Regions from separate parts of the Rattus norvegicus genome. Here regions 1 and 2 are each linked to region 3. The links are chromatin contacts, called in public Hi-C maps. All regions are on one chromosome and are shown on one strand. The core of a region is the stretch at or near the end of the contact, and the rest is flanking DNA. Distances in the headings are between cores, read along the strand shown. Region 1 has its middle 110 kb from the start of Smad6. Region 2 overlaps Smad6 (SMAD family member 6). Region 3 has its middle 26 kb from the start of Lctl.

Region 1 (4,122 bases), core at 476-2,975, 180 kb after region 3:
GCGTAGTGATCAGCTGTAGTTCTGGGTTCCACCTCCCCTCTCAGGATGTCTGGTCGAGTTGGAGGAACTGGTGGGTTCTGCAGGATCCTGGTCAGGTTGGGAACTAGTGAAGGGGAATGGGGAACCTTCTTCGAGAATCTTAGCATCATGACTCTTAGGTGAGGGCCTTCTCGGATGATCTTTCATGAAGCAGCTCTCTGAAGTGATCTTAGCTTGTTCTGGACACATACACTTTATTCAGGGTGAACCAAGGCTTATATAGTTTTGGGGTGAGAATATCCAGGGAGGGAAAGGTCATTGGCTACTGAAATGCCTCATTTGCACGGGGAAGAATTTCAGGTGCTGTGACCACCTGCTTGGGAGTCTCTAGGTTATGTGCACCTTCTGAGGCTTCTTCTACCGCTGCTGGTCTCAAGTTTAGAGATTTCTGGTGTTTGACCTTGCCAGTTCCATGCCAGCTCTTCTCATGGCACAGTCTCCATGCCCAGTTGCCATGCCTTTCCCACCATGGTGGACTGCTTCTCCAAACTGTGAGCTAAAACAAGCCCTTCCTGTCCCATGTTGCCTTTGTCAGGTAGCAGTGATGAGTAAATACTTCCCAAGAAACCAGGTGGACCTCCCCCATCAGACTAGAGACCCCTGGCCACCTTGGCTCTCAGGGCTGTGGTCTTTTTGTACTGTTATTCACCCCAAGCCTCCTCCATTCTATGAGCCTGGGGCTGGGGCCCTGGTCTGGGTTAGGTTGGTGAGTGATGATAGATCTTTCTGCTGATTCCCTTCAGCAGCCCCATGCAGTCCTGAGGCATGGCTTATCTTTTCCTAAGCCTTATCACAGAGCCTGACATAGAGGAGGCTGTGTTTATCCTAGGTGACGCTGATGAATTTGAGGGGATCTAGAAAAGTTCAGGGACCCCTTTCCTCCCCCCCAAAACCCAGCCCAGGAGGCCCGGTTCATTTTAAGTGTATTACAGAATTCCCAGGGAGATGCCTTCCCTGACATTCTCTTCACCGAAAGGAAACTGAGGCAGTCGAGCCTGTTCTGGGCCTGGAGCCTCTGGATACTCTGCTGACCTCTCCATACAAAACCTCCCCTGGCCTTTATTTTGGCCTATGTGGGGAGGCTCAGACCCTGGGGAGGGGGAGCTTTTCTGTGGTGACAGGCATGAGCCAAGTCCTCTCGGGCCTGTGGGAGCAGTGGGACCTGTCTGGGAGGAAACCACTGGCAGACACCTTATCAGGCTCTGCCGCCTGTTATCTGTGTCCCCTCAGTGAAAGAGCCACCATGCTTAGACCACTCCAGCCCAGAACAAAAGCGTCCGAGTCAGCTGGCGCCCCGTGGCTCCACAGCAGCCTGTGGCCCACACTGGATATTTGGGGGTGGGAGGGGGTAGCTGCCTGGCTGGCGACAGCCAGTCTGCCTGGACTCCCCACGCCAAGTATCTGCGTGGCCAGAACCAGCCCCCTTTCCCTCAAAAGGGCTTGGGGCTCGGGGTTACCCCAGTGTTGTCTGATCCTAATGAAATGTCAGCCACAAAGGACGGGACACAGAGGGGCCTGTCCAGGAACAAGGGCCAAGTGTTGGCGTGGGAGGAGGGCTGGGGCCGGGCTGGTCAACTGATTACTTGTAATAATTGCAGTGGACACCCTCAGGCCATGGGGCAGCCGGCGCCTGGCACAGGGTCCCTCTCCCCACTACCATGGGACACATAGCAGATAGGGCCCAAGTCCAAAAAGACCCAAAGCAGGCTGCCAGCTGAGGCCTGGACATGGCCAGACTCTGCCAGTCCCCCACACAGCTGGGGAGAAGCAAGAGGAAGAAGAAGAAGGCTGGCTGCTCATTCAGGAAGTTCCTGCTTGTCTGGCCTCCTGCGGTACTGCCATGGAGAGCTGGGCAAGTTACATACCACAAATCGACATCTGTCATCTGAAGTAAGCTTAAAGTCCTTGCTGGCAGGCAATGGTATAACTCAGTCAGAGGCTATATCTCTCCTAGGAAGAGGCACCTCTGTATACTGGGCCCTGGGCCATTGAGATGGCTTGTCTCCTTCGGTAAGAGTAAAGGGTTTCTTAGAGGTCTTCCCGATGTATAGAGATTGTTCGGCAATCTCTGAGTTCCAGATAAACAATAGACACAAATTATATAAAGTAACTACAGCCCTCAGCTCTGCAGTGTTTAAAGTGTTGTGGGCCGGGCTGTGGCAGCTGAGCAGGTTGGCCTGATGAAGTTAGTCTATGGGTTGGTCCTGTGGAGAACTGGTGCAGAGCAAGGTTGAGCCAGGAAGGCCTATCGCTGTCCAGGGCTCCCTCTGGTGGCCATGTGGAGATCAGACGGCCACCAGAAGGGCTTGAGTGGCTGCTGGTACCGTAACACTTTGGAGGCCACTGGCTGGTTGCCTAGTCCTGGGTCACAGGGCTGTGAGTAGACATATGAACTCTTTCTGAGGCAGAGTTTCAAACTTGCTTCCAAGTTTCTGTATAGCTGAAGCTGGCTTTGAACTTTTGATCCACCCACATCTACAGCTTTTATTTTATTTTTAAAAAAGATTTATTTGTTTTATGAGTATTTATTTGTATATGAGTACACTGTTGCTGTCTTCAGACACACCAGAAGAGGGCATCGGATCTCATTACAGATGGTTGTGAGCCACCATGTGGTTGCTGCGATTTGAACTCAGGACCTTTAGAAGAGCAGTCAGTGCTCTTAACCACTGAGCCATCTCTCCAGCCGCATATTGTTTTGTTTGTTTGTTTTTTAACACAAAGATTCTTTATGCAGCCCTGGCTGTCCTGGGACCCATTATTCAGACCAGGCTGACCTCAAACTCAGATATGTACCTGCCTCTGCCTCCTGAGTGCTGGGATTGGAGGTGTGAGCCACCGAGAGTGATTTTACCTCCATAGTTTGAGTGCCACTCTTTTTTTTTTTTTAAACTTTTTTTTTTTTAAAGATTTATTCATTTATTATATATAAGTACACTGTAGCTGTCTTCAGATACACCAGAAGAGGGCACCAGATCTCTTTACAGATGGTTGTGAGCCACCATGTGGTTGCTGGGAATTGAACTCATGACCTCTGGAAGAGCAGTCGGTGCTCTTAACCTCTGAGCCATCTCTCCAGCCCTGAGTGCCACTCTTACAGGCAAGCACTTCCATGACGGTTTTTGGGGGTTTTTTGTCTTGTTTTTAAAGATTTATTTTTATTTTATGTGTGTGGGTATTCGGCCTGCATACTGATATGTGCATGCAGTGTCCACAGAGATCAGAAGAAGGGCATGAGATTCCCCAGAGCTGGGGTTACAGGTGTTTGTGAGCTGCAATGTAGGTGCTAGGTCCTAAAGTGCAAAGTTCAGCCAGCACTCTTAACTAATGAGCCATTTCTCCAGGCCCTATGATTGTTTTTAAAAAACTAATTTAGTGTGTGTGTGTGTTTGTACGCACACGCGTGTGCTTGGGTGCTCCTACACACTCACTTATGTCCAAGTGTTTGTGTGGAAGGCAGAGGAAAGCTTGCACGAGCCAGATCTCTCCTTCCACTGTGAGAACAGGGGTGGAACTCAGGATACATAAGGTTTTCAGAGTAAGACCTTTACCCTGCTGAGTCACAGAGCCCACACCATGCCCAGGTTTTTTAAAATGTGGTATTGGGGATAGATGGAACCCAGGCCCTCATGCAGTGTTAGGCCAGCACTCTGAGTTCCAGCTCTGAGAGAACATTTTCTTACAGAAAGCAGAAAGCTCAGTGTGAGGGGCGCCTCGTTTCGGTCACCTACTTAGCCACTGTCCATCAGTCATGGCCAATTTCGTTCCTTATGCAAACTTTCTGCCTCTTCTGGCAACTGGGTGTTTTTGAAGCAAATGTCAGGCATGTTATTTCATCCATAAACATGTCAGTACATATCAGTAGGAGATAAGGCCTGAGGATTCCTCAAAGCTGGAGCCACCAGGAATTCACCCAAAGCTCTTCTATCACTCCTAAGAGGAGGGGCCCTGCACCAGAAGGCCCCAGTCTTCCAAGATCCCCTTTAAAGTCTCTTGGTCTTTCATCCCCTTGGACAAGTGTTCCCATGCCAGGATTTCCTGTCTCCTACTGCCCTAGGGTCCTCAAGTGTAGTCTGTGGACTC
Region 2 (4,319 bases), core at 623-3,122, 140 kb after region 3:
GGCAGCCCACATGGGAATAAGAGCCAAAGCCCCCCATCTCTGAGCCTGCTGAGATAGGAGATCAGATCCTAATCTTGAGACTTCCTGGCTGCTGACCTTGGACACAAGCTTCTGAGATGGACAGTTTCTTTATCATGAAATGGGAGGGGCAGGACTGGGGAGATGGCTCAGTTGGGAATATACCTGCTACTGCCCAGGTATTAGGACCTGAATCCCTATACCCTGGGATCCACATCAAGGCTGGTCAGGGTGGCCCACACCTAGAGTCCCAGAGCAGGGGAAGGCAGAGATAGGGTCCCTAGGGCCAGCTAGTATAGCCTAATTGACAAGCCCCAGATTCAGGAAGGGACCCTGTCTCAAAAAAACAAGGTGGATAGCTTCTGAGGAACAGCAGCTGAGGTTGACCTCTGACCTTCTCATACATGTCCACACATACACAGACATCACAGAATGCCTGAAAACACAAGAGGAGCTGAGAGGATTAGCCGTTTGCCCTCTGAGTGTCTTTAACCTGTTTCACTCTGCCTAATATTAATTTATTATTATTTCTATTACTATTTACTTCTCCTTGAGTCTCTAGTCCATTAGCACACCTTATCTCTGCTATGGCCGTTACCTGTCATGAATATACTTGCAAACTACTCGTTGTATGATTGCTGTAAATAATTTGTGTAGCTTACATTTTGATCGCTAATGTGAGTTAGCGATCCCTGTTAATTTTCAGCTTGCTTATTTCCAGACAAGGCATCATTTGATTGCAACTGATCCCAATGCCCTATGAAGTAATCGCTGATCGCACCTGTTTTAGGAAACTGAGGCCCCAAGGAACAAAAAGTCACTTGCCTGAGATAGCAAGACTGTTACTGATGTTTTAGGGTACAAACGGGGCTCCACTATTATCCTCAGTAAGCCAATTAAAAAGACAAGGGGTAGTGGAAAGTGGAGAAAGGCGGTTTATTCAGTATGGTTGCCTTGGGAAGAGGAGCAAATAAATAGGTCCAGTGACAGCACTCCCAAGGCCATCGTTAAGGACTGGCATATGAGGTTCAGGTTTAAATGGTCCCCGTCCAAGGGGCAGTCCAAGGGGCAGCCCTGCGTATCATCATCGATTGTCATTGCCTAGGTTCCAGTCCCTCCTGCAAGGTGGTCTGACAAGTTGTCGGAACAGTGTGAAATCTCTGTTCTTGCTGACACCAGCCTTCTGCCTTTTCCTGCTCCCAGCATGAGATTCCTGGGGAAATTCCAATTCCACGGGGACAATTGTCTGATAGCCAAAGGGAGGGTCACAAGTGTCTCTCCTTAGAATATTTCTGCAGGGATTGTTACAATTGCGGATGAGGGGCAGAGCTGGGGTTTGCACACGGACTTCCTTGCTCTTGATCCAGTGCGTTAAACCCATGCCCTCTGAGTAGATACTGGTCCCAAGTAAGTCACTTCACCTCTTCGGACCTTAGGTCCTCCCCTCAGTCATCGGTCCAGTGGACTTCCTGTTCCTGGGCTCCCCTAGCCCCCCTTCTTGCTGGCATTCTCCCTTTCTGCACCCATCTCACTCCTGCCAGCAGAGCAACCAGATAGCCATCTGGGGAGGGAGGACAGCATGGTCTCCACACTGAAGACCCACAGTTGAAAGAGCCCCTGCGGTGGGCCCTGTGCAGGCAGGCGGCAGCGGTGGCCAGATCGCTTGTGATGTAATGAGCGATTAGGAACTTCCTCTTGGAAGCCGGGCTTCCTCTGGGAGCCCGAGGTGCTGGCTCTGAGGTGGGGGGTTGGGGAGGTGGGTGGGATCGAGGAGGAGGAAACTCCTGTCAGCTGGGCCAGCTTCTGGACCGCGTTCAGCAGAGGCTCGGCTGGCTCGAAGCTGCTGACCATTAACGTGGCCCTGCGCGCATTCTTCCCCTGCTTTCCTGCAGCAGCCCGGGGCAAGGACAGGCCCTCCCTCCCCTGTGAGGAAAGCCAACCATTAATGAACGCTGCTTGCCGGACTGGCTGCACAACCTGAAGCTGTTTCTTGGGCTCCAAAGGACAAAGGAGAGAGTTCATTTGGAAACTCGTTTCTTCCCCTAAGTTTGATAACAAAAACTACTTATCTAATGGGCAAACAAGGCTTTAAAAGGGGTGTTAGGTTAACCAGATGCAGGGCCTGCGTAATTGTTCCCAGGCCCTGGAGCCACAGATGAAAAGCTGCCGGTTGGATGAAGGGAACTTGAAGCCACAGGCATGACATGGGACAGAAGAAAGTAGTTTTCCAGGAGGGTGGGAGGCCCCCATGCAAAGGGCTGAGAGGAAGCCCTAGGCTTATTTCCAGTTCTGCCACCAGCTTGCTGTGTGACCCTGAGCTAGTTGCTTCACCTTTCTGGATTTTTAAGGAGCTGGTCTCTCTTCTCAGCACTCCCCAGGAGTTGGATTTGGTTCTTGTCTGAAGCTTACTGCTGGAGCAGTCTTTATTGATAGTTTTTAATCGGTGGCAAGGAAGCTGGCATAACCTTAGGTAGATGTGAAGCCCAGCAAATATTAGGGATGTGCGGGCATGGACCACCCCACAAACCTCCTCCGAGTGCTCTGTCTTCCCATCTAACTGGGGCATGTTCTGGTTCCTTCTTGGGATGGCCCACCCTGGGCATTGTGGTCAAAAGGCGGAGAGAGGGCAGGAAAAGACATTTCACTGTGCTCGTGCCTCAACTGGGTCCTGTGAGGAGCATGACCTACCACACTCCTGCCCTTTGTTTTGACAGAAAATTGCTGATTCGAAGAAGCTAAAGACATTTCTTGGGATTTCAATCCTCTCCACCTCCTCCGGACTCCAGCCAGCCCCCTTGAGGCCCAGTACCCCCCTCCCACACACACAAAATTACATGTTGGTCTGTAGGCACCCTGGCTGGGCAGAGAAGTCTGGAGGAAGGCATGGCTGGGCCATGCAAGAGAGACCGCCTTTGTTGGGGCTGTTGCCTGGTGCTCTGAGAAGGCAGCCACCACCCTCTGGTGGCAGGAATGTGGGTGCCTTTGGGAGACAAAGGGGGTTGGGGACAGTCACCTGGGGACCTTCTAAGACCACTGTAGGAGCCATCATTACAGCAAAAACCTGCTTAGCCTAGTGTTTAGGTTGTGGTGACTCTTCACTGTGTATGGATACCCCAGTTCCCATTGTTCTGCCTTGGAAGTTCCCTTAGCCTCTTCCTGCTCACCCACTCCTCTGGTTGTCAACTGCCCTGATTTCTCCTCCTCTTCCTCCTCCTCCTCCTCCTCTTCTTCCTCCTCCTCCTCTTCTTCTTCCTCCTCCTCTTCTTCCTCCTCCTCCTCCTTCTCCTGTCCCCTTCCTCCTTTCTCCTTTATTTTTCTTTATTGCAGTGTTAGGGGATGGAACCTGGGGCCTTGAACATGTAGCCCAGTCTTCATCCCTAGGAGCTACAGCCCAGCTTTGCTCTCTGCTGGCCAAGAACTTCCTGCCTCTGGCCTTCAATGGGTTTTCTGTGTGTGACTTCCTTCACGAAGCAGGTGCACTTAAGGGTGGTCCGTTCCACTGCGCGTTTGTGGAGTTGGTTGGTTCCTTTCATTGCTAACCGGTGTTCCTGAGAGGGCTACACCATTTCCCTGTTGGAGCACGGCTGAGCAGGACTCCCAACAAGAGACTGACTAGAACTTGCTGGGAATAGAAATTCAGAGCTGCACATTAAAGATTGCAGCGTTTCTCCTCCCACCCACCCCTCCCAGCGGGACCCATAGCTGGCTGGGAACTAGGCCAGGCCCTGAGCTGGCCAGGGATTCAGGGGGAGGGGGGAGAGGGGGTGAGCGTGAGTTTCGGTCAGACCTCGGTCACCTTTGATGTTGCTCGGATCTGACTCCCCCGGTATTTATTTGCAATTAAAGAGATGGTTCCTAATTAAGCTGGTGGCTGTGGAAGATGACAGGGCCAGAGCTTTGGAACCCCAAAGAGAAAAGGCTCTTTCCACAAGACACTATCCCTGATGAGTAGGGTAGGGCCCTGTGGGCTCATGGGTGCAGCCTGTGTCACTGAAGCACAGCAGCTTACAGCAGACAGGTCTCCACAGAGTTGAGTTCTTAGAGCTCAGGAGTGTGAGCACGGAACCACAGCTGGGTTCATCCTAAAGCTTCCGTTTTCTTCCCGTCCCTTCTGTTACAGGGCAGGTTTGGTCACCACAGGTGCCAGACCAGGAGCTAACTGAGGTGCTTTATAGAGAGCGAAAAGGGCCCTCCCCGTCACTGTCCTCTTGAAGAACCTCTGAGCTTGAGCCCCCTGCCTGGGTTGTTCTAACAGGCCTGGAGCCAGTGAACACGATGACTGTTTCTTTCTGCACATGCTT
Region 3 (3,956 bases), core at 469-2,968:
GGCTGAGCCACCTTGGCAGATTGTCATGAGAATGCCTGGAGGTTCAGAGAGAGGCTCACAGCCGCAGGCTATGCCCACTGAGTTCATGCTGTGGGTAGCCTGCAGTCCTCAGAGACCCCTAGTCTGGGGGAACAGAGTTCCCTTTGACTGTGCGGGCCACTGTGGTTATCACCCCATAATCACTACAAACTGGAAAGCAAACACCCCAGACCTAGCCTTTCCTTGGCTGTCACCTTAGATGTGGGTTGTGGGCAAAGTCGATCGCTCTCAGGTAAAGAAAGTCCCGGAGGTGGCTCCCGCCTGTCTTAGTGGCTCTGGGCCAGATCCTACTCTCAACTCCAGAGCCCTGCAGGGCCTTGACACCTGAACCAACAGATGGAGATCGGTGTGGCCGTGGGAGACTGTCATGGCAGCCCCCACAGCTGTACCGCTCCCGGTTTATATGTGTGGAAACTGAGGCACACAGGAGACAGAGCCCTGTGATCTAGTCCTGCTGTGGGTCTGAGGATCCAGTCTACATTCCAGGAAAGGCTTTGTCTCCACAAGACAGGCATTGAAATGGGCGTGTCTGGTGTACATTTTCCTGGGCATCTGTGCTTGATCTTGAGGCCATGCTCAGGAAGTAGGCAAGATGAGGCCCACCCCTGAACGGGCATGGGTTCAAGACCTGGCTTTGTAGCTGGTCAGCTACAGGGAAACCCGTGAGCACCCTGGTCTTGGTTTCTTTGTCTCTGAAACAGAGGCCTGGGAGATTTAACAGCATATCGTACACGGAAGCCACGTTCTGAACTGCCACTGTGTAGGTTATAGGTGGGAGGGCCCAAGCCAGGGCCTCTGCAGAGGAGGCGCGAAGGGTGTAGGGAAGAGGCTCTGAGGAGTCATACAAGCAACCAGAAGGAGGCTGGAGTAGGGCAGCCAGTCCACCCTCTGCATGTTTTCCAGAGCTTAAGAGGCCCAAAGGAGGGTTTTGCCCAAGGACTGTGGCAGCTGTAGGAGCTAGTTCAGTGCTCCACAGGAACCCTGTCTAGCCAGCCGTGCAACTCTAGGAAATTACTCAACTTCTCTGGTCAGCCGGATCAGTCACGTGAGGCCTCAGGGAGAGCTCCCCCTACCCCCCACCTCTGCTGCCCCCACCCCCGATCAAGTGTGTATATCACTTGCCCAGCATGGCCTCCATGTCTCAAGGGTGACCTGGGCCCATTAAACTGTGGTCTGTCTGACAATATTTGCAGGGTGGTGTGGTATGGCCCTCTAAGCCACCTTCCTTTTGGTGTATGTGTGTGATGGTGGGGGATGGGGGGGTCTAGCCCTGGGCTAGGCTTAACCAGGGTCAGCCTGCCCAGTGAGAAGTCTAATGGGGAAGTCCGTGTGGGGCTGCAGGGGCCTCTGAGGGAGGTATGGGCCTTGGAGAGGGCAGCAGCTTTGGCTGTCTGCTTGCTGTGGGCCAAGCAGGCCTGGTCTCTGGCACATGAGAGATATCCCTTCCTCCAGAGCCTACCCACAGGCATTGCATCCCAGGGTGGGACCTGAGACATGCCAACCCAGTGCCAGGCTAGGGGCCCGAGTGGGGCGGAGGAGGAAGAGGAGGAGCAGGGTACCACTGCCAGCCAGGAAATGTCTGCTGGCTGGCTTCAGGCATTCTCCAGCTAGGGATCTGGGAGCTTCCTGCAGTGGTGCATGAGGTGACCTCAGCCCACAGACATTCGGGGACAGCCCCCCAGTCCAAATAGGCTGGTCCATTGTCCCCTGGAGCGGGGACTGGCGGCGGCGGCACTGCCGACCTTTCAGCATGCAAACAACATCCATTCATTGAACAATGTTTACAGAGCACCCACTTGATGTGGGCACCATGCCAGGCCCAGGGACACAGAAGGGGGGCTCTGGACCTGGCTAGTCCTGGTCTACAGGCTTCAGCCTCTCCAGACCCCTGCAGCTGGAACTGCTCTTTGGTTGGAATAGTGAGATCGACATAGAAGGAATAATCTGAAGAGTGTCTTGCTGTTGAAGACCAGGGTTCCCTGAGCAACACAGTCTTCACCCTTGGCTATGCCTTGTTTGCAGGGGACGAGCAGGGTGAGACTCGGAGGCTGACATCTTTTTTACCTCCGAGAAGGAGGCCGAGGGAGGGTCATTGGACATCCACCTGGGGTTCCAGCTGCTCCATCCAGCCATTCGTACAACTGTGTCCTACTTGTATCCGCCTTGTATGACGTGTAAAGGTCAGGAGAAGCTTACTAGGGAGAGCTCCATTTATGGGAAGCCATTGTCCGTGCTAGGTGTCCACAGGCCTGTATAGCTGCCTTCGCGTCAACTGTAAGCAGCCCCTCACCCTAAAAGTGAGCCCAGTGAACTCACTGGCTCCCCAGGGTGTGAACGTCCGTAGAACCCTAATTTGGTTTGGCATTGGGGCCTTATGAGGAGTGGGTAGCCATTGTCTCCCCAGGGAACAGTGACGTCTGAGGAAAGACAGCTCAAGTACATGGACAGTACCTTCTCACTATCAAGCAGGCTGACTGCCAGGCGGTCATGCCTTCATTTTTTTTCCTATATTCAGTTAGTGTCGTTGCCTACAAGACCCCCGGTGTCTAACTCCAAGTGCTGTCCTGCAGGGTTACAGGGACTGGATGGCAGATGCGGATTCTGCTTATTGGCTGAAGCATGGAGCCTCACTCAGGGGTTTTATCTTCCAGAATGCTCTAGTCAGACAGGGCCTGGAAGGGTCTCTGAGACTGGGTTCTACTCCAAGCCTGATCACTTTAGGCCCCCTAGATAGAACCAATAGCACCATTCTTCTACGTCAGGAGGGGAAACTGAGAGGGGTTAGAATATCTGGAGAATAAGACCAGTACCTCTCCTCCCTCAGGGACTTGAGAGTCTTAGGGTACAGGGCCTCTGTCACAGTCAGCCCTTTACTGACACTTGCTGAATTCATTTCAGCCCCAAACAGCATCACGAACTACTATCTCTCCTTGTCAGATGTGCAGATGACAACAGGTCTGGGGAAGGCCCCAAGGTGCTCCATGGAGGAAGACCAGGGCCTCTGTGGTGAGCTGAGCCTCTTGTGAGGTGCAAAGAACGACAGGTTTCGCTTTGCAAAGGTGGAACGGAAGCTTCTGGAATCACCCCCTGGGAGATCTTTCCCTTCTCCTGCCCCCTCCACCATGAGAGACCCCTGCAAGATAATGAGGAAGAGGTCATGACCTCAATGGGCAGGAACAATAAGAGGAGCTGGAGGAGAGAGAGGGAGGGGCAGAGCTATAAATACAGTATCCATGTTTGAAAGTCTCCAAGCTGGCCTGGAACTCACAGAGATCCCCTACCTCTGCCTCCTGGCTGCTGGGATTAAAGGTCTGTCCCATGAGAAGAAATATCCCTAGCTGCTGTCTTCATGCCGGTCTCCTGCCCAGCCTCAGTAGGTGGCAAGAGACGCGCCTACAGGAATAGACACAAGCCCTCCACAGCCACCCAGGGCAGTCACATAGTTCCCCAGGGCTGGAGGCAAGACCTTCCTGCCCTGTAGACACTGCTCATTCCTGCATGAGTCATTTCTGTAGGAGACGAGATTCTGAGTGAGGTTCCTCCCAAAACCGGGAGTTTTTTAATTTCTCTGATGACCCTGTATTAGACCAAGGCATGTGCTCTGGGGCACTTCCTTTCCTGTGTGTGTGACTGTGTATGCATGTGTAAGTGTGTTTCATGAGCAGGATGGTGGTGGTGGCATGTGCCTTTAATCCCAGCATTTGGAAGGCAGAGGCAGTGGATCTCTGGGTTCAAGGGAGTTCCAGGACAGCCGGGGAGACTTAGAGAGACCCTATCTCAAAACGAAACAGAAACAGAAAAGTGTAAGTGTGTTCCCAAGTTCATTGTACCTTAAAAGTATTTCTAGTATGTGTGAGAGTTGGTGTGAACATGTCTGAGTGTCTGTTTAGGGAATGTGGGAATTGGTATGTGAAAGT

Evidence for each region. A called contact is a pair of places that touch in the nucleus more often than the background predicts.
Region 1: a Hi-C map of Schwann cells shows a contact between it and region 3, with 7 times the contacts expected there. The contact joins two enhancer-like sites. A contact is called at or near these places in 12 of 12 Hi-C or Micro-C datasets (the A7r5 cell line, the Rat2 cell line, Schwann cells and 7 more) and 1 of 1 datasets of contacts at active chromatin or transcription factors (oligodendrocytes).
Region 2: a contact with region 3 is called in a Hi-C map of Schwann cells, with 4 times the contacts expected there. The contact joins two enhancer-like sites. A contact is called at or near these places in 12 of 12 Hi-C or Micro-C datasets (the A7r5 cell line, the Rat2 cell line, Schwann cells and 7 more).

The regions. Positions count from the first base shown.
Region 1 is chr8:73,305,919-73,310,040 of GRCr8, reverse strand. No RefSeq gene overlaps it. Among named protein-coding and RNA genes, the nearest start is that of Smad6, 110 kb to the left of the region's middle. Within about 2 kb of position 1,725, at least 19 of the 93 cell types and tissues checked have an H3K27ac peak or open chromatin away from gene starts, as enhancers often do. A contact at or near this core is called in Schwann cells, where this site is marked.
Region 2 is chr8:73,350,059-73,354,377 of GRCr8, reverse strand. The region is part of intron 3 of Smad6 (SMAD family member 6); the gene reads left to right. Among named protein-coding and RNA genes, the nearest start is that of Smad6, 62 kb to the left of the region's middle. Within about 2 kb of position 1,872, at least 25 of the 93 cell types and tissues checked have an H3K27ac peak or open chromatin away from gene starts, as enhancers often do. A contact at or near this core is called in Schwann cells, where this site is marked.
Region 3 is chr8:73,485,948-73,489,903 of GRCr8, reverse strand. No RefSeq gene overlaps it. Among named protein-coding and RNA genes, the nearest start is that of Lctl, 26 kb to the left of the region's middle. Within about 2 kb of position 1,718, at least 14 of the 93 cell types and tissues checked have an H3K27ac peak or open chromatin away from gene starts, as enhancers often do. A contact at or near this core is called in Schwann cells, where this site is marked.